Regions from separate parts of the Mus musculus genome. Here regions 1, 2, 3, 4, 6 and 7 are each linked to region 5. Evidence: chromatin contacts called from public HiCAR-type, Micro-C and promoter capture Hi-C data. All regions are on one chromosome and are shown on one strand. Each heading gives the region's core, a stretch centred on a gene start, on an enhancer-like site or on the middle of the called end of the contact. The rest is flanking DNA. Distances are from core to core; before and after follow the strand shown.

The links. Promoter capture Hi-C pulls out the DNA fragments that hold promoters and counts their contacts. Hi-C and Micro-C count contacts between places; a contact is called where the count stands out from the background. HiCAR-type assays count read pairs that join an accessible place to other places.
Region 1: a contact with region 5 is called in a HiCAR-type map of astrocytes, with 2.5 times the contacts expected there. The contact joins the promoter of Rnf24 here to the promoter of Slc23a2 in region 5.
Region 2: a contact with region 5 is called in a promoter capture Hi-C map of pre-B cells, with 5 times the contacts expected there. The contact joins the promoter of Trmt6 here to the promoter of Slc23a2 in region 5.
Region 3: a promoter capture Hi-C map of hippocampal neurons shows a contact between it and region 5, with 3 times the contacts expected there. The contact joins the promoter of Mavs here to the promoter of Slc23a2 in region 5.
Region 4: a contact with region 5 is called in a promoter capture Hi-C map of liver, with 2.3 times the contacts expected there. The contact joins the promoter of 1700037H04Rik here to the promoter of Slc23a2 in region 5.
Region 6: a contact with region 5 is called in a promoter capture Hi-C map of pre-B cells, with 5 times the contacts expected there. The contact joins the promoter of Crls1 here to the promoter of Slc23a2 in region 5. A contact is called at or near these places in 2 of 39 promoter capture datasets (liver and pre-B cells).
Region 7: a Micro-C map of embryonic stem cells shows a contact between it and region 5, with 4 times the contacts expected there. The contact joins the promoter of Cdc25b here to the promoter of Slc23a2 in region 5. A contact is called at or near these places in 1 of 39 promoter capture datasets (liver), 1 of 484 Hi-C or Micro-C datasets (embryonic stem cells) and 2 of 115 datasets of contacts at active chromatin or transcription factors (embryonic stem cells and pro-B cells).

What each region holds. Positions count from the first base shown.
Region 1 is chr2:131,351,591-131,354,784 of GRCm38.p6, reverse strand. It overlaps Rnf24 (ring finger protein 24), which reads left to right and starts at 1,893. Exons shown (of 6, transcript NM_178607.4): 1 at 1,893-2,049. Gm30590 (a long non-coding RNA gene) reads right to left here and starts at 1,953. Exons shown (of 2, transcript XR_374984.2): 1 at 1,607-1,953.
Region 2 is chr2:132,814,017-132,817,473 of GRCm38.p6, reverse strand. Trmt6 (tRNA methyltransferase 6) reads left to right here and starts at 1,420. Exons shown (of 11, transcript NM_175113.3): 1 at 1,420-1,670. The coding sequence starts at 1,540. It overlaps Mcm8 (minichromosome maintenance 8 homologous recombination repair factor), which reads right to left and starts at 1,333. Exons shown (of 19, transcript NM_001291054.1): 1 at 1,009-1,333; 2 at 229-400. The coding sequence starts at 376.
Region 3 is chr2:131,232,424-131,235,631 of GRCm38.p6, reverse strand. Mavs (mitochondrial antiviral signaling protein) reads right to left here and starts at 1,569. Exons shown (of 7, transcript NM_001206385.1): 1 at 1,505-1,569.
Region 4 is chr2:131,158,371-131,161,661 of GRCm38.p6, reverse strand. It overlaps 1700037H04Rik (RIKEN cDNA 1700037H04 gene), which reads left to right and starts at 1,581. Exons shown (of 6, transcript NM_026091.3): 1 at 1,581-1,709. Gm14232 (a long non-coding RNA gene) reads right to left here. Exons shown (of 3, transcript XR_003954063.1): 2 at 1,936-2,157.
Region 5 is chr2:132,143,813-132,147,501 of GRCm38.p6, reverse strand. Slc23a2 (solute carrier family 23 (nucleobase transporters), member 2) reads left to right here and starts at 2,394. Exons shown (of 16, transcript NM_018824.2): 1 at 2,394-2,490. Gm14051 (a long non-coding RNA gene) reads right to left here. Exons shown (of 3, transcript XR_866753.3): 1 at 2,917-3,689.
Region 6 is chr2:132,845,101-132,848,523 of GRCm38.p6, reverse strand. It overlaps Crls1 (cardiolipin synthase 1), which reads right to left and starts at 1,858. Exons shown (of 7, transcript NM_001024385.1): 1 at 1,399-1,858. The coding sequence starts at 1,707.
Region 7 is chr2:131,185,250-131,188,922 of GRCm38.p6, reverse strand. Cdc25b (cell division cycle 25B) reads right to left here and starts at 1,975. Exons shown (of 16, transcript NM_023117.4): 1 at 1,543-1,975; 2 at 696-817. The coding sequence starts at 1,742.

The DNA.
Region 1 (3,194 bases), core at 644-3,143, 790 kb after region 5:
ATCAGTGTAGTAGCTCTAATCCTGTTCCCAGCAAGACCATTGTTTCAGTTTGCTCCCCTAGTGCTGTGATAAAACACCATGACCAGAACAACTTGGGCAGGAAAGGGTTTATTTGGCTTACATTTACAGGTAATAAATAGGCCATCATTGAGGGGAGTCAGAAAAGAACTCAAAGGAGGGATTAGAAAGAAAGAGTTGGTGCAGAGGCCATGGAAGGGTGCTGCTTACTGGCTTGCGCCCTATGGCTTGCTCATAGCAACCAGGACCACCTGGCCAGGTGTGATACCACCCACAGTGGTTCATGCCCTCTCATGTCAACCAGTAATCTAGAAAATGTTCTGCAGACTCACCTACAAGCAATCTAATGGAAGCATCTTCTCGATTGAGGCTTCTCTTCCCAGATAGCACTAGCTGTGTGGATATGACATAAAGCTCTAGCCAGTACAACCACTGACATATTTTCCAAAGGAGATTCCTGGTGTGTATAGGTTTACAGTCGGTGGCAGGTGATATGCTTACAAGGGGTGGGTCCTCCCACATCAATCATTAATCAAGCATATGCCCCACAGAGGTGCCTTCAGTCCAGCCTGAAGGAGGTAATTCTTCAACTGGGGTAACCTCTCCCCGGACAACTCTAGTTTGTGCGACACTTCTCTTGAATGCAGTAAAAGAAAGCCTGAGATAGTAATCCAAGCCCTTGAGTATCTTCACTCACGTGGCCTGCAGCTCCGTTGTAGTGTGTCCTGAATATTTCTTTCTTTCTTTTTTTTTTTATTTTGCTTTGCTGCTCCCCCCCCCCCCCTTGCTTTGCTTCAACTAAATTTTCTTGCTACTTTTACACATCGGTGAGAGCTTTTATTTCAATTCCTTGAACAAGAGACCAAGAATATGAAAGCTTTGTACCCTAATGTCGGTACTGATCTGCCTTAGCCTATGTGCCAAGGTGACAGAATTAGGTAGGACTTTTAAGCTGGCAACAACACAGCAGGGATCCTGAGAGCAGAGGTAGAAGGGGGGCGGGGGAAGGAGGGGGAGAGGAGGGAAGAGGAGGGCAGGGGAGAGGTGGGGAGGAGAGAAGGGAAATAGCTCACAGGTGTTGGCCTGATTTGGAGAGAGAGGAAGTTGGGTCGAGGGTCTGTGATTAAACATTCTGAGTCCTTCTTACTTCCCCTTTCCTAGGAAATGTATGGTTTACTAAAGCTGGAGGAATGGGCTGGTGGGCATTTTCCATGATGAATTTAAAGTCACAAACTAGTTATGGTTTATAGAAGGATTGGGGGCGGGGGGGGGGGGGGAAATACCTCCCAGGGAAATGGGAAGTTAAGGGAGGGAGGCCTGAGGTGCGGTACCCACACCCTCTGCTAATCCGTTTTAGCAGTGGTAGCTATGAGAACTCCTGCATGCTTTCGCTGACCTGCTAGAATTTAGGCAAGGGCTCAGTGCTCCCAAATCCTGAGTCAGTTTGTCTGTAGTGTAGAATAGGAGCTGGGGGTCGAGAGTAATGAGTAGATGTAATTAAATAAAGGACACACTGTTTCTTAAATATATTTCCTTCCACTGTCTGTACAGGCGCAGCAGGTGGAAGATCTAACTAGGGGTACCTCACCTTTGAGGACTCTTGGGCCGGATGCTACGAGAAGCGAAGCTTTACTTTTTTAACTCTTACGAACGTCCACATACACGGAAAACACTACACAGCGGAGAAGATATGAACCTTATAGCTGGGCATCACGAATCAATCCTCTAGAGCAGCCAGTAGCCCAGCGGAAGGGACGCCGCGCCTGCGCACTTGCCGACAATGAAGCCGCGCGCCCTCAGTGAGGAGGCGGGACTTGCCCGGGCATCCGGGTCCCACACCCCGCCCCCGCGGCATGAATGAGAGGCGCGGCGCCGCCCCTCCCCCGCCGGGCCCGCCCCTCGCCGGGGCCGCAGCTAAGCAGTCGCTACCGCCAGCTCAGCGGCTCGGACTCACGGACGCGGCTCTAGCAGTTCACCGCAAGAAGCTGACTCCGGGCGCCGCCGCCCGCACGCCCGCTGCCCGTCGCCCGGGTGAGTGAGGGGAGGGCTGGGCCTGAGCGCCGCGCGGCTGAGGCTGAAGCGCAGGCTCCGCAGGTCCGGCTCTGGGATGCTGAGGGCAGCGCGCCGGCCTCGCACCCCCTCCGAGACCGGGGTCCGTGGGTTAGTCCCCACATACAGGCACAAAGGGCGGCGCGGGCTGTCACCCGGAGGTCACCTCGGGCTGGGCCCGGGCGGGGGAGGCGGGATGGGCGGAGGATGGAGGAGCCGCTGCCTCTGCGTCGGTGGTGGGGACCGACGCTGGTCTCGGGGGGTGCGGTGTGGCAGTGGTTTTCTGGTCCCGAGCCACTCCTTCTTTTGTGGTGCTTGTCTCGTGCCTGGTTGTCACACCGTGCAAGGCACACTGAGACCTCTCTGGTTGGCTTATTTATTAATGAAAGTCATATGGCGGCCTCATCATTTGTGGGTGGGGGGCGTGCGTGCACCCACAGGCCAGAGAATTAGTGACCCTGCTTTGTTTCCGGAGACCTTAGTGGTGTGTGTCCTGTGAAATGAGACCGTCTGAGATCGTCGTAAAGGGCAGAAGGAAAAGAGGTGTAAAGATAACTTCATCTTTACCCCTTCGTCTCTGGTGTTATTTCAGATAACAGGTCTTTTGGTGTTTCGTTGTTTCTCATTGTAAAACCAGTGGGTCTGTTCATTGAAAGTGTGAGTCTGCATTCTTATGTCTCTGTATATTTAGAACACTTTCTTTTACGATTAATGGTGATCTATTTACGTAGCGGCGGTACGCCGGCATCCTGAACATTGTTTTCTGGGCTTAGTTCATGATAATAGGTCTTTGTGCTTGTGTACCTATCTATAGGAATACTCCCAATATATCTAGGGCACTGCTTTCCCCACTCTTCCATACAGACAGATTATGTTTCTTGCCTTTCTGCTCTAATAAGAGGTGGTCTAGCAGGTTCTTTCCACCTTCTTGTCAGTCCGGTCGTCGCCCTCCCCGCCCCCGCCCCGCACCCCTTAATGCTTTGGCAAAGGATATTACCTAAATATTACCGTGGTATGCACCCTAGCTTTGATCTGAATTTTTGTGTGTTTGGTTGTGCAGCCTAGCTGAACAGATCATCTTACATGACTTATCAGAAAGCACCCCTTTTTTCCTCCATTGTTTGTCT
Region 2 (3,457 bases), core at 171-2,670, 670 kb before region 5:
TTTTTACATTATGTTGCCTGTGCACACTAGTAGGCCCACACATGCCATAGTGCATATGTGGAGGTCAGAGGGCAGCTTATGGAGTCAGTTTTCTCCTTCCACCATGTAGGTTCCAGGGACCTGAGGGTCCTCACTTGGCAGCAGTCCCCCTTACCTACTCTGGCATCTACCGGCCCTTGAATTGTCTCTTTCCCGAGAGAAAACATATCGATCCCTGCGTGCACGTACCAGAAGCGTGCTTTCCTGAAGCTTCATTCAGGTCAACTCTGTTTTCTCTTTCTCTCCACCTTCCTGAGAAGTTCCCACCACCTCTTCCTCTTTTCCAGCTTTGGAATCTTCCTCGTCCAAAACCTCTGCCTCTATAAGCACCACTCATGTCTTCCACAAGTCAAGAGCACTCCTAAAAAATGTATTAACATAGTAAGGGGGGGATTAATGTACTGTGTTTAAGACCAGCACTTAGGCTTGCAAAGTTCCATGCTGCAGTATAAACCTTATGTGTTGTATAGTTAATTCTTTTAATCTCCATCATGATTAAGGTACACCATAGACATTTATTCAATACCAGTTTTCAACAAACCACCAAGAGAGAAATCAAGGAGTTAACTTGAACCGGTTTTCTGTGTGGAACTAATATTGGGCAGTATTGGCTGAAAATAATCCTCACCAGTACGATACTAGGGAAATAACATAGCCCAATCTTCGCTGTATTACTTTCTGTGGCAGGCTGTCCTAAAACTGTTCCAAAAGAAAGTAACTCCACTTAAAAATTCCTATCCCACAGATACAAACTATTGATAGATTCATACGCTGTGCTGTAATTCATTAGGAGAACCTGTTCTAACCCTAAGAGGTTTTAATAAATAAAAGATTCGCAAGTATGCAAACTAATAATAATCAAGGTTGCTTGTGATAGCCCTGTGATAAAAGCTCAAGTCTTCAGGATCCTCAGGATGAGACATTCCATCGCAACACTACGTTCCACATCGATCCAACAGGATAACATACTGAGAACGGTGGCGATTCCAACATCTACATAGGGAAGCAGCCTGAGAAAAGTCGTACGCAATCCCTGACTCCCCGTCTTCCTCGCGTCCTGCTTTCAGGAGCCCCGGAGCCTGCGACAGAGCCGTAAGCCGTATACACTCTCACGCAGGGCTCCGCGGACACTCCGTCTCCGGAGCCGCCCGGTGCCCGCGTCACTGCGCGCCAGAACGCCAGACGCAGGGCGGGGAAGGCCGAGCACAAGCCCAGAAGGCAAACTCGGACCTCGCTTGAAGTTCTTTTTTGGCGCGTCTATGACGCGCTTCTGCTTAAGGAAGCCACGCGACTAGGGGGCGGGATGAAGTGTAGCCAATCAAAGAGTTCAGAGAGACGGAAGTCGCCAGGCTTCCGGAAGCCGTCCCGAGGTCCGGACCGGAAAGCGGAAGCGGCGTGCAGCACGTGGGGGCGGTGCCGGCGGAGACGCAGGTCCCTCCTGGTCGTGCCGGGCTCCTAGCGGCTGGAGCAAAAACGGAGGTTGAAATTTACCTGGCTTCCATGGAGGCATCAGCTGCGGAGCAGCCGAGCTCACCGCCCCCGCCTCTCGGGGACCACTGCATCCATGACGGTGACTTCGTGGTGCTGAAGCGAGAAGATGTGTTCAAAGCAGTGCAAGTCCAGCGGAGAAAGTGAGTCTGGTTGCTGGCCTTGGGCAGCGCGCACCACCACCCGGATAATCACTCCCTCCTGTGCCCCATTCTTGGCTCTTTGAATCCCGCTCCCCAGCCCTTATTGCTACCACTCAGGTCTTCCTATCACTGAGGCCTTCCCACCGGGATCCTGCCGCATCCTTGGCTTACGGGTACAGTACTCGCCTCTACCTTTCATTCCCCAACTTTCTATTCTACCTTCTGCGCCAAATTCTCTTCCCAAGAATTCCATTCTTGATACTCCCACTCAGGAGGGTGCTTTCCCGAGGATTCTTGGGGGGCGGGGGAAGAGCCTCACTAGTCTTACAGAATTTATCCAACCTTTCACATTCGTATCTCTTATGTCTGACTCTCTTCCCAGCTCCCCACTTTCTTCATAAATCCAACTTCCTCAGTAAGAGAAAAGGGAGATAAGAAAGATCTCTTACACATAGTATGGCTTGCAGGTAGGCAGTCTTATTCTCTGGATCCCAGTGGGAAAAATCTGTCTACTGTAAGAAAAGAGAACTTACTACAAGGTACATGGCCAGCTTAAGCCCAGTATACATACTGGTGCTTGCTGATGGCCCGCTGAAGCAAACACTTTCCTGCCTCCCAAGTGGTGGGATTACAGGTTTGCTTCACCACACTCAGCTTGCTTCATGTTCTGATACAACCATTTGAATGTCCTTTTTATAATGTGTTTTGTTAGATGATCCTTTTTGTTACCAAGGAGACATACTGTATCTTTAGTTCTAAAAGGTACTCTTTTTGTTAATTAGTTTGTTTGATGGGCTACACAGAGAAATCCAGTCTCAAAAAAAAAAAAAAAAACCAACAAAAAAACGACCTAGTATTGTTTTAAGGTGTGTGTGTGTGTGTGTGTGTGTGTGTGTGTGTTTTTGTGGGCTTGAGTATGTGAATTCCTGTGCGCTCAGTGGCCAAATGCTTTGTATTTCCTGGAGTTGGCGTTACAGCCAATTGGGAACCACACAACTTGGGTGCTGGGAACCAAAGTCAGATCCTGTGGAAGAGCAGTAAGTGCTCTCGAGTGCTGGGTCATTTCTCCAGCTCCCTAAAGAGTCAGCTGTAAGCTCTTTTTACTATCCCTGTTCTTAGGAAGCCACGATCCTAATTTTTTGTTTTATTTAGAAAATGACCCACTGAACCCAGCTGCATCCCAAGCCGGACTCCCTATCACCAAAGAGATCATGGCTCTCTGCCACTCTTAATCGTTCCCAGGAAACAGGCAGCTTCATTATTTATCAGATCGCCTCCCACACTTTCCGGCCTGTCAGTTTGGATGCTTGCCCCCCAGGCCCCCACCACACACACCTTTGCACATAAGATAGGCTGGCAGAGGCGTAAAGTGTTTCATTAACACCAACATGATTCAAGGATGAGGATAAGAGGTACAAAATAGATGTTAGTTACTGGAAATCCAGCAAAGAGTAAGAATTAGGAGTCAGGAGCACCTCCAGAGGACATGTAGTTCAAGTGGCATTTGATGAATGAGGGGAGATGACTCAAAGGGTAGAGCTCTTAACCACATAAGCATGAGGTGCTATGGTACATATCTGTAATCCCAGCGTTCTTACAGCAGGATGGAGGCACACACAGGAGACTCTATAGAAGTTTGAGACTGCTTGCCTGACATATATAACAGTGAACAAGAGAGATCTTGCCGGGCTGGAGAGATGGCTCGGTGGTTAAGAGCATTGATTGCTCTTCCGAAGGTCCTGAGTTCAAGTCCCAGCAACCACATGGTGGCTCACAACCATCCGTAA
Region 3 (3,208 bases), core at 320-2,819, 910 kb after region 5:
TATTGTTCAGGAGAGAAGAAGGAAGGGATAGAAGAGGGAACCAAGTGCCCATCATGGAGTCTGAGGCCTCTGAGAGACAGTGCAGGGAGTACCCACGGCTGTTGCAGGTGCAGGCCCCTGCCACGTGGGAGGCGGGGTGCCAGTTCTGCCTAGTGACCTCTGCCACTGCTAACTACCAAATGCTACATTCCTACAAAGAGCTAAGGATGGAAGGCTGGGAGATCAAGGAGATAAGATTGAGGTCTGTTGAGCCTTCAGGGGATGAAAAATGAGGCCTCTGTAGAGGCCAGCCTGATGAAACCCTTCCTCCCCCTTTCCCAGGTCACCTAGAAAGATGTGACGATGAGGGAGTCAAATTATTGGTTTTCTGCAGTCCAACCACAACTCTGAATGCAGCCTGGGGGCGGGGAGTGGCATGGAGCCCCACCAAAAGCAGAGGAAGCTCACAGTTATTCATTTCTCGAAGGTTCTCTGTTAACAGAGGCAGCCTGAGGTCCTTTTACTTATGTCCTTTAACACAATCACAAGAGAGGAAGTGATACCAAGCTACACGGCTGACCTGCAGTGTGGAATTTGTACCCAGACTTGTTGCCATGACCTAACAGCATAGAGGTCCCTGCAGCAGGAAAACCACAAAGCCCCTCTTTACACCAAGGTCACTGCCTGGGGATGTGACTATAGGGTGAGAAGATGCAGCATTTAGGCTCTTTGAAGACATAAAAGTCTCTCAGACACAACTGGCATCAATGCTGCCCTTACTGACATTCACCTGAGTTCTGAGATCGAGGCTGAATGCCCTTCAAGTTTTTGAAGCTTCCCGGTATCCAAAGAACATTGTTTTCTGCTTTCTTTTGATTTCATCCTTTTCCTCAAACTTCTTTCTTATATCAGACCCTTTCTTATAACAGAAAGGGAGGTGGCAAGAGTGTCCTGGACACAGCAAAGCTTCCGACCTGACTTCCACAGAGCTTCTGTCCGGGTCGTGGAAATAAATATCCACACTCCCGAGGGACAAGTCTCCTGGCCTCGGACTAGATTCCTGTCGGGACTCAGGTCTCCAAGTGCAGGGAGGCTGTTTTGAACAGATGTTATTGCCTGCAACTGCCCAGATCCAGGATCAGGCCGTAGCCCGGACTGGCAGGCCTACTCCCTGGCGCGGCTGCCACAGGTCGTTGCTCGTAGCCAGGCCTCGCTCGAGTCACCAGGGCCTGGGAGAAGCAGGGGGCACTCCGAGGTTCTTTCTGTCCAGCCTGGGCAAACTCTCGGCACCACCTACCTGCTTGCTAAAGGTGCTGGATGCGGATCAAGGAACTGCCGGGGTCGCGAATCCGTGTGTGGCCGACCTCATTCTCCCCTAGTTCAGGAGCCTCTCCGACCCCACGCGCCCAGGCCCAGGGCGCCCATGCGGACTCCCAGGCGTAACTGGCCCTAGCCAAGGTTCCCTCCCTGAAGGATCTCAGTGAACACAGAGTCCTGAGCACCGACGCCCAGGCTGCAAACTTACCAAGAGAAACCAGACTAGGCAACAGGTTGACCGCGTTCGACTGTGCAGAGCCCTCGCAGATGAAGGGGGCGGGACGAAGCCAGCCACGCAGCTATTGGTCAGGCGTGGGGAGGAGGGGCGGGATCGGAAGCGCAGTCATTGGCCTGGCAGAGCCAGACTGTGATAGAGTTGGAAGTACGGCTGTTGGCTGGGCTGGGGATGCCTGGGCGGAGCTGAGCTAGGCCGGTCGCAGGGCCAGTGGATGAGTCCTGATGTTCCGGAGCGGCTGGTCTAGCGGCTGGTGCCCCGCAGGCCTTGCTTGAGGTCTCTTCTGATTTCCTGCAGGTGCATTAGGGAGATTGTTTCTTCCTGCTTAGTCTAGAACACTTTTCAGGGGAAGTCCAGATACCCAGAAAACTGCAGTTCTTAGATTCCGTTCCATTCCTCAGGCAAAGCAGATCTTCTAGCCAAGTACTGGAGGAGAGAGGGTCTTCATGTGATCTGCTCCTATGTCTCCAGTGCTCCATAAACGTAGTGTCGCACAAAATGTCATAGGGACATGAGTGCCTAGCCAGATGACACCAGCTGGGCTGGTAGGAACAGGATGCAGCAAAAGACTGCATCTATCTGGGGATATGCACCAAGCTACAACCGCTTATAGCTCCAACACCAGGGTAACCCGACTCCTCTGACCTCCACTGGCTTACAGAGACAAAGGAACGAAAGCTTTTCGCTTCCAGTCAATTCTTTCAACCAGAAGTAAAAAACGAACATAGTTAAAAAGAAATCAGTTACCTCAGCACGGCTAGATGGTAGAAATGTCTTATAACTCGATGTAGGTGGAGAGTACGCAGCTGGAGCACATGTAAAAATATATCAACTGGGGCTGGTGAGATGGCTCAGCAGGTAAGGGCACTTTTTGCCAAGCCAGAGATCTGAGTCTGACCACTGTAATCTGCATAATGGAAAGAGAACTAACTCCAAAAAGCATTGGCATTTATCACCCCTCCCATCATAAATATAAAACAGGAAAAAAGCTGAAAAATGCATCAATGACATACTTAATGCTATAATCTCCTATCTAATACAGTTTTAAAGACAAGCCTAAGGGAGCACTGAGGTTAGAGCTGCCACCATGCTGGAACTCTTTGAATGAAATTAGATTTTATTACTGTTTGTTTTAGTTAGGGTTCCCGTTGCTATGAAGAGACATCATGAGCATGGCAACTCTTAGAAAATTTAATTGGCATTTGCTTACAGTACAGAGGTTTAGTTCAATGTGGTCATGGCAGGAAGCAAGGTGAAGTAGGCACCATAGCAGGCAGACATGGTGCTGTAGAGGGGCGGAGAGTTCTGCCTCTGCATCCTCAGGCAGCAAGAAGGAAGAGCAAGTCACTGAGCCTAGGTGGAGCTTCTGAATTTCTTCAACAAGGCCACACCCACTCCAATAAAGCCTCATCTCCTAATAATGCCACTCCCTATGAGCCAATAGGGGCCTTTTTCATTCAAACCACACTGTTCTTGGTAGCTGTTCACAACCTTCAGCATATGCAAATCACACATAAGATTCATTGCCTGGGACAGACATGGTAGAAGAACTCCCCAGAGCTGTTTTCTGATGTCCACAACTGCCTGTCCCTACAAAACAAATTTGAAAATGTAAAAAACAACTCTGAAGTGAGGTTTAGTGACTTAGTCTTGTTGAAAGCAACAAGGGCCTCTTAT
Region 4 (3,291 bases), core at 332-2,831, 990 kb after region 5:
GGTGGTCTCACAGTAAGCTAGGGGTGTCTTGCTTTGGGAGTCTGTTAGCACATTAACTTACCTATCGTACATATTCAGAAAGTATGTTAAAAGGAGTTGACAATTAGAAAATTGCCTCAGACAGTAAACTGTTAGCGATTATTCTGCTTTCGATAGAGCTCACCAAGAGATGGGTTTCAAGTGAAAAGCAGCAAAAGGGAAACAGGAATCCTGAAACTGAAAATCAACACACACCTAGGCAGTAAAATAAACGCGAGAAATAGGAATCAGAGGGGACTATGGTAAACTGACGTTCCAGAAAGGCAGGGACCGCTACCCCCAAAGCCCTTGGTTCTTGTTTTGAATGTAAATGTGAGAATGTGTTGTTAGATCTGATATTTCAAAAGAAGACTGGAAATGAGAATCCTTTGTGAAGAAGTAGGATGAGGGGCAAGAAGATGGGAAGAAAAGTATTTATAAAAGTCTCCGGGGGCTATACATCTGCAGGCTGCTTTTGCCTGGCGTGGTGGCCTTCAGGATACTTTGGAGGCACTGTCTGCTGACTTGGAAAAGAACAGATATGGAACACACCACGGGGCTTCTGGAAAGGTGGGAGTAGGGGTTGAGTAGGCTGGGATTAGAATGAAAAGTTCTCAATGTCCGCTCTGGAGGACAGAATTTTCTCAACAGTAGGGAGCGCACGTACCATCCAAAACAACGATAAAAAGTTTGAGAAGCCCTGCTGAAGACAGCAGGGAAGCACTGGGCCCTCTGAAGTAACGCTATGAAAACAATAGCACAGAAAGACTATTTGTTACCAGCGTGCGAACACAAGATCCGAGTCAGGTTAACAGCCATAAGGACACGGAAGAGTCGGACCTTGAGGACTCTTACAGGCAGCGACCACATTCTATCGGAAAAACAAGCAAGCTCTCAGCGGTCCAAGGCCTGTCTCCGCTAGTTAAGTTGGAAGGATCGGGAACCTGTGTGTTCTGACTGCTCTTTCGGCACTTTAAACCTCTTGTCCTAATCAGTGTATATAAGGATAGAGATAGTCGCACACGGACAGGTGGGCCTGTGGCAAAAATCCACAAGCCTTAGTAAGTGCTCTACGAAGACGCCCACACCCTGTCGGGTGGGTCGAGACGCATCCCGCTGCCATGGCGACCGCCTCCTTGGAGACCAGGAGCAGAAGCTCCTGTCCCCGGGGGCGCCCGCGTACGCTCCCTTCCCCCCTTCCTACGCCGCGTGCCTTCTTTGTTCTAATGCTTATTTGGAATAGGGAATGGGTGGGAAAGGAAGACCGAAATCCAGACTCAGTCCAGTAGGAAAGGTGACTGCTTAACTCCTAGACAAAACTGCCGCGGATCGGAAACCTCATGGGGAAGGTCGCTCTGGTCGGTTTCCAGCAGCGGTTCCAACATAGCTCCCATCCCGCTTCATCACCCAAGCTCGTGCCGCTGGGGTGACGTCGACTCGTGGGGCTCAGCCTCCGCGCACACGTGATGTGGAATCTCGTCGTTAATTGGTGGATCTCAGAGACAGCTCATTGGTCTGAAGTGCCCTAGCCCCGCCCCTCAACGCCCCTCAAGCCAATGAAGGAGGAGAGGGCGTGGCGCGAGGCTGATGCGGCGCGGGGCTCTTCCTCGCGCTCTCCAGCCCGTTCTGCTGCTGCTACCGCCGCCTCCGCGGTCGTTTCTGACCGCCTGGCCGCGGGGCTCGCCTGCAAGGTGAGATGGGCCCTCCGGGCTCCGTCTAGTTCACCAGAGACGGCTCCTGGGTCTGAGATCCTCAGCTGTGCTGGAGCTGGAGGCTTTGCTTTCTAGCCTGAGGAACTCTGTAGAAGCGGGATGGGGTGGGGGATGTGGGGTCCTGGGTACAAATGACGGTTAGCGGGCAGGGTACAAGTGACACCTGAGGGTGGGGGCGTAAATGTGGCTGACGTCCCGTTCCTACCTGGTCCTCGTGGCTCTATGTGACCTTGGAAGAGTAGCCTCTGAGCCTCCGGTGCCCGGGCACGATCATGAGGAGGATGTTGATGTTGGGAGTGTCGGCTCCAGAGACTCCTGCGTCAGCCTGGCGAGCTCAGAGAGCGCAGGGCATTATCTCAGATGGACAGATCCGCGGCCTTGCTCTTGGTGTGGGTACGTCTGAGGCCCGTTCTGCTGCTCTTGTCCCCTGAGAAAACAATAACACTGAGGTGGGGCGTGCCACACCCACAGGGATGGCGGTAGGAAAGGCCAGAGGGCCAGAGCCAGAGCCTCTCCAGTGTCTCACAGAAATGGTTGGATTTAGGTTCTGGACCAGTGCTCCTGTTAGTGAACAGGGCTCGGTTGGACAGCTTGAGTCTTTCCTCTTTAATCTTGGTGGTGGGATGTGAAGGTAGGGCATTGCTTTGCACTGGGGTGGGGTGGGGTGGGCTGGGTGGGTGGTGGGTGGGTGGGTGGGGGGTAGGAGCAGCTTTCACCCGTGTCTCTGCTTCTTGGGTGAAAGAGTCAATCTAGAGGCCAGATGAATCCAAGCAGCCTCCTTTGATGTCAGAGGGGGATGTGGGAAGTGAATGCTAGGCAGAGGAGAACCACACAGGTTGGTAGACAGGAGGGACTAACACCCTTTTCACAGGTCAACCCTTCCCTCCACTGTTTGTGAGAGTAAACACCTATTACCGTCCTTGCATCCCTGGCTTTGGGGAAGGGGGCTCCAAAGATAGGTCAAGGCTGAGGAGATGAAAGATTGCTTCCACATGCGACCTCCATGTAGCACTCCCTGTCTGAGACTTCAGTGGGTGTTCTTTGAGCTTTAAGGGGAGGTTGGATAAGTGCTTCTGCTGGGCTGATGATTGAGCTGTGACTGGGTCCCTGGATGGGTGTAGGGGAGGTGGTAGGAAGAATTGAAGGTTGTTTACTGCTCTGACATAGAAAGGGCTTTTATGGGGTTGGGAATGGTGGTTGAAGAATGATTCAGAGAGGAGACGGTAAAAGGTTTGGGGCTGTGCTCCCAGCCACACAGCACAACGCAAGCTGAAATTGGCTCTGTGATACCTTGGGGCTTAAAGGCTGCCTCTGGGAAGAGGTAGGTAATCAGAAGGGAGAGAGAGTGTCACAATGCAAGAGTTCCGTTTTGCCATGGGTAGATCACCTTTGCCTCTTAGCTTGGAGCTTGAGTGCTAGAACAGGGCAGCCTGGACTGGACAATGAAAAAGGCCTTATGACACCGAAGACCCTGGATTTTTCCATAACCACCACCTGTTTACCCACATGCTAGCTCTTTGGGAAGGTAGCTTCAGAGCTTTCCCCGCCCACATTTTAGTCA
Region 5 (3,689 bases), core at 1,145-3,644:
TGGGGTAGCAAAAACAGAGAACTCAGATAAAGAACACTCTGTGAAGGAAAGATGAGACTAGGGATGACTGCAGTGCAGGGGAGTGGCTGGTTTCAGGACCCCTGGCCCCAGGGCACAGAAAGCTTCAGCTAGGCTAGTCTGGTAATCTTTATATACACTGTTTGCCTGTAACCTACAGAAACCTCTCTAGACTATTGTACTTCCGAAGGCAATGCAAATACCATGTAAATAATTGTGTTCTGTGAAGGACAGAGAGACACAGGGAAGGCTCTGCATACATTCAGTACAAAAGTGCCCTAAATAATTATCTTGGCACTATCAAATCAGGAATCTCGCCAATGCTTGGAAAGTTTTGATCGACAGTTTTTGACTCGGTACATGTACACTCTGGGGGGGGGGCACACACAAATGGGGCATTTATAGTTTCTGGAAACATTTGGGAAGTGTGTCTAGAAGTTCAGAAATGACTGGTCTGGAAAGAGAGGTAATGGGGGAAGAGGGTGGTGAGAAGCAGAGAGCATGGGGAGCCTGAGGAGAAAAGGGCATCAAGGGGACCAACGTCTTTAGAAGCCCACACCTGAGAAATCCTTCCATCACCAACCTGGGTGGAAAAGAGTGGGACAGTCAGGAAGGCTGAGTGGCTTTATCACATAAAAACATCTCCAGGAGGGGGTTAGTCAATGGAATGTTACTAAGCCAAGGAAGGAAAAAAAAAAAAAAAAGATCTGTAAACAGGCAAAAGGATTTGGCACTTAGAAGGTCACAGATGACGTCTGAGAAAGCGGGAGACTGATGGTGCTTTATAGTGCTTGTTGAGTGCGGAGGGTGGGGGAGGAAGAGATGCAGGAAACCAGGGAGGGAGGGGGGAAACCCGGAGTGAGGTAGTGCTTTAGGATTGGAGGTAAAACTATAAAGGGGGAGTTAGGGAGTGGGAGACAATATATATGGGGGGAAATGAAGAAAAGAGATGAACTGAAAAGATCAGGGGTTCTTGATCTTGGAACAGGCCTTCTATTCCAAAAGGTTCCATATTGTGGAGCAGAACACACACATTATGTTTTTAAGGGTGGCTGGAAACTCTGGCATAGAAAGAGTTGTGTGCTTCTCTGGTGCTGGTTACAGAATCATCTCTTTTCTTCATCTTCAGTGAAGATGAAATACTAACCTATGGTCTTCCAGGGTATGCTGGATTTTACAATTCAACTTACTGTTTTTTAGGGTTTTTTTTTTTTTTTTTTTTTTTTTTGAGACAGGAGTCTAAGTAGCCCAGGCTGACTTCAAATTCATCGTCTTCCTGCCTCTGCCTGCAAAATGCCGGGATTACAGGTGTGCACCACTAAGCCTCACTGGTTTTATTTTAGTGTGAGACTTAGAGAATTATATATTGATTCTCTCAGCTCGTCCGCACTAGCCTACTTTATAAAATGCCCGTCTTTGCTGGTTACGGCATGCCTCTATTGATCAGTGTGCTACCAGTCCTCAAGACTGCCAAACATAAACAATTCAGGAATAAAATCTGCTTTTTGTTTTTAAAGATGAGGTCAGCTGTGGTCGACCATTCTTTATGGCTCTCCGGAGTTGCTTGGGGATGAAAGGAATTACTGGGTTAGAAAAACAACCAAGACAGTGGTTTCAAGATGGAAGACAGAAGAGAGAGCTAATTATTAGGGTTTTGTTTGTTTTGGTGGAGGTAAGAACGTGGTTTAGTTACAAGTTAGTATCTTAGACCACCGCCTGCAGCATCACCTAGAAACTTCCTGGAAATGCAAATTTCGAAGCCACACTTCAGTTTCAGCACCGCTGGGGGTGGTACCCAGTTTTAATGATGCCCCCCTGGGCAAGACTGCCCGGCCTAAGTGCTATGTGTTTATTGACACGCGGCCTTTTGACTCACAGCCTAAGTGCCCATCCAGCAGGCATTCCTTGGGGGGTACACTTGAGAAATACAGAATAGCAGGTTGCCCCCAAACCCGCTCTATCAGAACACACGCCCCAGAGAAATCAAGCCTGGTGTGTCTTCTCCCGCGTCAGCATAAGCAAGGAGGCTCTCTTTCCCCAGCGAGTTCGGAAGCCTGACGGCCCAATTGGATACGCCGCGAAATTGCTTTAAAGCGGGTTACCCACTGAGCCGGGTACACTGCACCCCTCTCGCTGTCACCCCACAGCTACTGCAGGGCTTGGGGTCCTGCAGGGTAGAAAGGAGGCTCTGAAGGGGAGAGCCTGCGAGCGTCGAGCATCCTAGGCGGCCCCCCCGGAGCAGGTGTGTGGGGAAGGGTCTGCGGCTCGGCGCCCCGGGGCGCGCGGGCGGAGCCGGGGGTCGGGCGGGGAGGGGCCGGCGCGCGGGGCGGGCGGCTGCGCGGCTCCCGCCCCCGGCCCGCCCCTCCGCGGCGCCATTTTGCAGGCGGCTGCCGCGGGGACCCAAGGCGGCGGCAGGCACTGCGGCGCGAGCGGTGCGATCGGCGGGACGCGAGCCCAGCGAGCTGCAGGCAGGTGAGAGCCGGGCCGCCGCGCCCCACGCCCCACGCCGGGTCCGCGGCAGCACCTGCCGGCAGCCCCGGTTGCTCGCCGAGCCCACGAGGCCGGCCCGCGCGGCCCCCGCGCGCTGTCACCCACCCGCGGCGCGGCCTGCGCCCCCACGCCGGCTCGCGCGGCCCGGCGGCCCCGGCTGCAGTGTCAGGCCGTGCGTCCCCGGCGCTCACTGCCGCCCCGCCGGGTGCCCCCGGGACAGCCACCGTGGGCTCGCCGTGCTGCGTGGCTTGCTGCGCGCCCCTCCCCAGGTGGTGCGCCCCGCATCCCCGCGCCCGGGGATTCAGGGTCAGCCCGAGGGGCGGGGGATGGCGGTGCTGTTTCCAGTCTGGCTTCCTTCCCTCTTTGCGGAAGGCGACACGGAGTAATTTTAGATGCCGCTGCACCAACCTTGCGACCTTTCACGCTGGCCTGCCCCGCAGGGGTCCGGGGTCGCCTTGTTGCCTGCGCTCTTGACCGAGAAATTGACATTGGAGTGTGATAACTTGAAGGTGAAGAATTGTCTTCATCGTTTGGCCGGAGATGTCCCATTAGATGTGTAGCCTATGGGAACTCGGCCTTCATTCCGGATGAGGGGCTTTAAGCGGGTCTGATGGGAAACTCCTGATTTTCAGCGCAAGGGGTGAGGGCAAGTGCACAGGGAAGAAAGTTAGCTTTTTGAAGGCTACTTGGGGTTGGGGCATTTGTAGTAGCTGTTAGTCTGCTTTTTGCGGTGCTGGGAGACCGGATGATGGCGAAGATGCTATCCCTTCTGACGCTTGGGTCCTCTGAACTAAGGCGGCCAGGGATGTGAGGATCTGGTATCTGAGTCCTGAGACAGCCTGGTTTGAGCTGTCATTAACTGGCCATGTGACTTCCCTTAGGCAGTTTTCTCCTTTCTGAAGGCTAGGCTAGGTGGCTGAAATTTTTCTGTTTTTTGTTTGAGTGCTATTGGGCTGAGGCCTCACCTGCTCCGTTTCTCTCATCTGCCCTTTCATCTTGTGTGACTTTGCTGGCCTGCTCCTTTAAGGTGTTTGACTCTGGTGAAGTTTGTGAGAGGCCTTCTTCACCTCTTAGAAGTTCAGGATTCTCTGCTGGGTTATAGTTGACCTTATCAGGGTCACTTTAGAACTACTCTCTATGCTTAGCTCATCCAAAAGTTAATAGCTTTGGGCAGTTGAGGC
Region 6 (3,423 bases), core at 609-3,108, 700 kb before region 5:
CCAATATTACAGCAACTCACAAAAGCTGGGAAGAGAGAAAGGTAGCTAGCTCAGGGCTGTGCTAGAAAGCAAAAGCCATCAGACTATGGCGGCACACGCCTTTAACTTGGGCACTCAAGAGGCAGAGGCAGAGGCAGGTGGATCTCAGAGGACAGCCTGGTCTACAGATTAAGTTCCAGGACAGCCAGAACTACACACAGAAACCCTATCTCAAAACTAAAACAAGCAAGCAAAAGCTGAGAATGAAGAGCTCCAAAGTTAGTCTAACACACTGAAAGAGCATGACTAAATAGAAAGCTGCACCCAGCCTCCTCACTTCCCTTGGTAAAGACACAACACAACTACAGCTGGCTACCAGGCCAGTAAGTGAGCCTGTGCCCCACAAAAAAATGTTCACCGGCTGGCATGGTGGTGGTGCAGGCCTTTGACCTCAGCACTCGGGAGGCTGCGGCAGGTGAATCTCATGAGTTCGAGGCCAGCGGATCAAGTTCCAGGACAGCCAGGGCTGTTACACAGAGAAGAGCTGTCTCGAAAAACAAAACCCTACAAAAAGCTCATTAATATCTAGTTATTACATTTGGACATTTGTGAAAGTCGACAAAGCTTAATCTCAAATTACCCAACCAGATAACCTGTGGCATACTCGGCCAACTGTGCTGGGAAGGGCTTCAGCCAGGTTGAGGGCAACTTCAAAGCATCCGGCGGCGTTCAATCTCCAAGAGTTTTAAAGCTAGGCCTGAAGCTGTGACCCCTGCCGGGGTGTGGCCACCTCAGCCCATGCTGTGTAACTGAGGAGAGCAGGGCAGTACAGTGGCCGCTGAAGACCTAACAATTGAAGATGTAATAATTGCATGGACTTGCTAACATGACATCAAAAGCTGGGCCACACTCATGCTCTGGTGTCACCTGCTTGGGAAGTTATCTTACCAGGCAAGGTGAACAAATCCTTCTGTTACGTCAAGAATAGTCTGAAGCTTTCTATAATACAAAGTTGAAAGATCTTTTCATTACAACCTAAGCCAGATAATTATCCTCCGTGATACTGCTAAAGACCAAAGGATGATGTAATCTGCACAAACGGACAGAAGGGCCGTTCTTATGGTTCCGCCGAACTTAACCCTGAAGATTCACTTCAAAAAATTAAAAACAGATTAACTAGACGAGCGATGGTTGTTTTTACCTATGCAACGTGTAGACACACCTCCCAGCAACGGGTGTGCACACAAGGGGATTACAGTGGGTTTCAACTTGGCCAGAGACTGTACCCGGCGGGGGACCCCTGAAGTTCACCAAGATCGAACGCCCTGGCTGCCCGTAACTTCCCAGAACACCGGGTGAGTGTCGCGACAGAGCGCCGAGCCCGTCACCTGCGTCCCGCCGACCCTCCCTCGCACGTACCGAGCTGGCGGCGCTCGCCGGGACCCATCGGGCGCTGGGGGCCTGCGCGGCGGCACCTCCTCCTCCGGCGGCGGGCTCCGGGGCTGCCTTCCCCGCGCCCGAGCAGTGGGTCCGCGGGCCGGCGCCGGGCAGCCGCAAGGCGAACGCGGCCGGCCGCAGCCGCCAGCGCTCAGCCAGGCAGCCGAGGCAGCAGGCCGCGGGCGGCAGCAGGGCCCTGCGGGAGCCGCCCCTGCCGAGCCGCGCCCCCGGAGGCCGGAGGGCCACGCGAAGAGGGCCCCACGCGCCGCGCGCCACGCGCCAAGCCAACATGGCCGTGTGGCCTCCACGGAGTCCAAGAGTCGAGAACTCAGACGCCCCTGGCACCGGCTGCCAGCTTCTCTAGAGAAGTCGAGCGGTGCCGAGGCCGTATGGACAGCTCCATACTAATTTCTACACTCTGGCACTTTCCGCTTATACAGGTGGCCTGAACCGCCAAGGGAGTCAGCTTTCACGACGTTTTCACGACACCCAGCCGCTCTGCTCACCGGCGCCCCCGCGCGGCAGCGGCGAGCACGAACAGCTAAGGCCCGCAGGTTAGGAAGACCTGACTAGTGAGTAGAGCCGCTAGTGCCTGCAGGCTAAGAAGAATGACAGGTAGGGAAGACCAAGAGCGAGTGCCACGTGGCCACAGGAAGCCACTTATATCAGGCCTGCCTGATGCCAAGTGGCCCGCTGGTGTGCATGGCTCTGTATTATCACTGGAGATGTAAAGCATTAGTGTTGGCATCAAAGTAGTTAAGTACCTACTCTGCTTCCTTAGCACTAAATGCATATGAATAGAGCAAAGGGAAATGTCAATAATAGCAATCACTAATTGTTTACTTGGGAAGTGCTTACTGTATGCGTTATAGTGTCATTATTTATCCTCTCAACAACTCTAACATGCCTTCTGTATTTGCCTTTACTTTTACAGGTACAGAAGCCCGTGGACAGGAGAAACCTGCTTATTCTAAGTCTGAATTAGAAACAAATCAGTTCACTGTTATAACCTTACCTAACCTACCATTTTGTTATAGATTTGAGCTTGAACCCAGGGCCTTGAATCCAGGTCGGGCAAGAACCAAACCAGTGAAAGGTCACCACGTGGTGATGTCTTGCAGTCTTTCCACTGTTCTTCAGCCCAGTCTGTGATGGCACACACTCACCTGGAAGTTGTTCGTAAAGCCCACATCACATTTGACGATTGTAGTCTTTTTTTTTTTTTTTTCCAAGACAGGGTTTCTTTGTGTAGCTCTGGCTGTCCTGGAACTCACTCTGTAGACCAGGCTGGCCTCGAACTCAGAAATCCGCCTGCCTCTGCCTCCCGAATGCTGGGATTAAAGGCGTGCACCACCACGCCCGGCTAAGGATTGTAGTCTTAAGGAGCTTTTTATCAAGATCATCTTTATTTTGTTTTGGTTTTTGCGAGAGGCCTAGACTTTTCTTTTTAATTAAAAAAGGAAGAAAGAAAAATGAAGAAAAGGAAAGAAGAGGAAAAGAGAAGAAAAATCTAAGCAGTGGTATGAAACAAAGAGAAAAAGAAGTAAAAAGATAAATCCAGGTGGCCGTGGTGCATGCCTTTAATCCCAGCACTTGGGAGGCAGAGGCTGATAGATATCTGTAAATTCCAGGTCAGCAAGGGCTACACAGAGAAAATCTGTCTCGAAAACAAAAACAAAGTCAGTTTCTGTTCATAATTAGAGTTACATCCCCTTGTATATAGTCTTAGCCTTAGTCATCCCCTTGTATACAGTGGTCTGATCGGCCCATTTTGGGATGGATGGGTCAACTGATGGAGCTGCTTGCAGCTAATCTAACCAGCTGACTTTGATCATATTTATATCAGCTACCACTTGGTTCCTTCAAGTCAGGGTTTAATATTTCTATGGTATTCTATGGCATATTATCCCTCATTTCATTTTCATTTTGCATTTACTATCAGTTAAATATTCGTTGTAAAATACTAGGATTTGCTTTATTTTGGTTACTCAGCGCACACTGCTTTTT
Region 7 (3,673 bases), core at 726-3,225, 960 kb after region 5:
ACACAGGGCTACAGTCTCCATTTACTATGGAAAAGGTATCTACAGTTTTTGTTTTGCTTTTGTTTTTTGTTTGTTTGTTTTTAAAGATTTATTTATTATTATATGTAAGTACACTGTAGCTCTCTTCAGACACACCAGAAGAGGGTATCAGATCTCATTACAGATGGTTGTGAGCTACCATGTGGTTGCTGGGATTTGAACTCAGGACCTTCAGAAAAGCAGTCAGTGCTCTTCGCCGCTGAGCCATCTTGCCAGCCCTGTTTTTATTTTTTAAGTACAAGGCTTCCTAAGCATTTGATAATGGTTTTCTAAGGAGAAAAAGCTACAGCTTAAGAGAATGTTTCACAAGGACCGACTTTTGGTACTGAGTGCCTTCTGGGTGGAGCTGTAGTTTAGTGGCTTCACCGCTAGGTTTCAAATAGGTAAGATACCATCTCCTACCAAGAGCCATCCTTCCTCAGGCTCCCAGTTTAGATTGGGTGTGGTAAGACCCACAAGAGGTTTGTTTTCTTCATAGTTTTGAAGGCAAGGTGGGAAAAGACTCTGGGTCCATCAGGCTGTGGAAAGGACGGTGATCTAATGGGCAGAGAATTTAGAAGGTCCAGGAAGTTCTCGGATCTCTTCTGGTGGTGGTGGTGGTGGTGGTGGTGGTGGTGGTGGTGTGTGGGACCCCTACTAGGGGCCCTGGACCTTACCTGCATCCGAAGATTCTGAGGACTCAGATGACAGGGAGCACTCAGAGGTGCGCCTGGACAGGGATAGGTCTGCCAGCCTGTTCTGGAACGACAGGCTTCCTACTTGAGCTTTTGGAGGCTCACTAGGAAAGGAGAAGAGGCACAGAGGAGGAGAAAAAGAAATGGATGTTGGATTTGGAAGCTGATGGGTCCATGCTCCCATGTATTCCCTAACTATGACAGGCCCATTATCACGGAGAGGTGATCCTAGGACTAGCCTGTATCTCAGGTCAAAGATTTTCATTCCACTGAGGCCCAGGAGCGTCTTCTCTGGTTTGACTGGTTCAGGAAAGACCCTTCTAAGGGTCTGGAAGAGCGAGGAGGATGGGCAGGAGACAGTCCAGAAGCTCTGTAGACCATTCTCCTGCTTGTCACATCCTCACCTATCCAGCGTTTTCCTGGAGGCAACAGCTAAGCAAGACCTGGCTTTCTAGTGCAGCTGGACCACCCACCTGGGACCCCACAGGCACGGTTAAGGAGGTGGTCAGTCTTTTGTCAGTTTAAGCCTTAGGCAGATACTGGGTGCTTTCAAAGAGCAGGGCACAACCTTTTAAGACCCACTTCTATGCCAACCTCATGGTCCTCTGCCTAAGGATAGTGTGCAGGAGGCACAATGAAGGAGCAGTGAGGTAAATGATCCTTAGACGTTCATATCGAGGGTGTAAGTCGCATAGAGCACACTCGTCCCATGTCACTGAAACAAGGCTAAAGGGGTTGGAGTTCTGCACTTCTAAGCTCTGGTGCCTAGTCTCTCCTGATCCGGGCCTCCCATTCCACTACCACACCCAGCTCCCTTGGGGCATCCTACCTGCCGAGCCCAGCGAGGTTGTGCATGGTCTGTGTAAGAGTGGTAACCGGAGAGGAGGAAGCTGTAGGCTCCGGAGACCCCAGGAAGCCATCAGACTCAAACTCAAAGACCGAGAGGTGGCGCGGCCGCTGAATGCCACCCAGCACGCGGGCAGGACTGAGAGCTGAACCCGGCGCAGACTTCTGCAGGGGTACCTCCATCGTGGCGGGGCGGGCAAAGGCTAGCTAGAGGGCCACAGTACAGCGGCCAGCAGACGCCGACCCAGCTGGCTCAGCTCCGAGAGTGAGCCTGGGGTGAGGGGAAGGAGGGAGGGAAGGGAGGGAGGAAGAGCAATGGGCCTGGGAGTGAGGAGAGGGATGTGGGGAGGAAGGGAGGGGAGGACGCCGAGCTGGGCAGCTGCCACCTCCACCTCCTTATATATTCGAAAAATAACAGCGGCAGCGCCGCCAGACGCCACCAATGGGGGCGCCGGTTCCGGGAGGGCGGGACCAAGGGCGGGGCTGAGGCTGAGGCTGGACCAGCTACTTCTGCTCGCCTGGCTTCTTAGGGTGACTCGGGGAGTTGGGTTAACCCCCTGCCCCACACGTACCGCCCCGGCCCCGCCCGCTCCCATTGACGCGAGAATCCTGGGCCTCCAGGATATTGCCTCCTGGAACAGGGTTTGGAGGTGGGAGCAGCCCTCTACCCTCAGAGGGAGTAGTCATCCCCTAAGGTGGCCTCATAAGGAGCCCTCAACGTTTACCATCATGCACGTTCATCAGTAAGGGACGGTGCGACGCTCTGCTTGAGCCCAGGACGTTTGCCAAGTATGCTGTGAGCACTGCGTTCCCTGTCCAGTTCACAGACCCCAGCGTTGAAAAGCTCTTTAACTCGTTTAAGGTCACAGGTTCGGTTGAGTGGCAGAGACATAGAAGCTCCCTCAGGGACTCCGCTGATGGTGCAGCCTCCTGTCATCGCCCCTGGACCTCACAGAGCAGCTGCAGTCGTTTGCTGGCAGCCCTTTGCGAGGCACAGTGGAACTGCTGGGTTCTGGGGCACCAGAGTTTAGATGTGACCCCACTGAGCCTATTCTCCTGAGAATTAGACGCTTAGATTTAGGCAATGATTTCTGCAACACACAGTTGGGACATGCCACCAGAGAACCCAACTAGGGGGAAAAAAATCTCACACCCACTTGGCTAATTTGGGGTTAATAGCACCATATTTAGTGTTTCTTTGAAGGTGAAAGAGGCTGAATTTGCTATTAGTTTACAATGAGCGTTTTCTAATGACCTAATCACCTTGCAGCTGAGTCTGTTTTCCTGGAATGAGCTGGGAAGGACCTAGTGGGCAGTTGAGAACTTTTTCAAATTCTGCAGTGAAGGTGTGGCTTCTGGGACGGGTTGTGGGGTGCAGTACAGGATGTAGGAGCTGAGAGCAGCCTTCACTGTTTTAACCACCACCAGGTAGGGATGGCAAAAGGGTAATGAAGGGTAGGGATGGGGTCTAAGAGGTTCAGCTGTGTGTGAAGGAGGACGACACTAGCCACACCTGAGTGCAGTGACCAAAGTAGGAGCCATGACCGCTCTTTTCTTTCAACATTTTGCCCAGTTCCTGTGCTATGTTAGGAACTTATATACTGCTATTGGGGACCCATTTCTTATTCCTGTCAAAGGACAAGGTCCAGACCTACAGCCCTTAGTGCCAGCACAGGGAGAGAAATGTGACCCCACAAGGTCTTCCATTCCAAAGACCTGGAATAAAATCGCTCTGAGGATTGTATTTTCAAAACCAACATAGCTGTTTTCCCCTCAACCTGCATCCCAGCACACACACCCTTCTAGGTGAGGAGGGGCCATGCTGTGTTGGTTTTTGAGGGTAATAACAACAAAATAATAACAACAAAAACTAATCCCTAGAGATCAGTTAAAAGATTTGCTCTTTTTGAGATTAGGGAGAGGAGTGTTATATTATGCAGACCCAGCTGGCTTCTGGCTCTGTATATAGAGTAAGCTGGCTTCAAATTTATGGTGATCGGGCTGTTTTTGATTCCTGAGTGTTGGGATTACGGGTATGAAGTGCCACTACTGGCATGTTAAAATCTTACGCTGCAACCTGCAGAGTTTTATGTGTATAGGTGCTTTACCTGTCT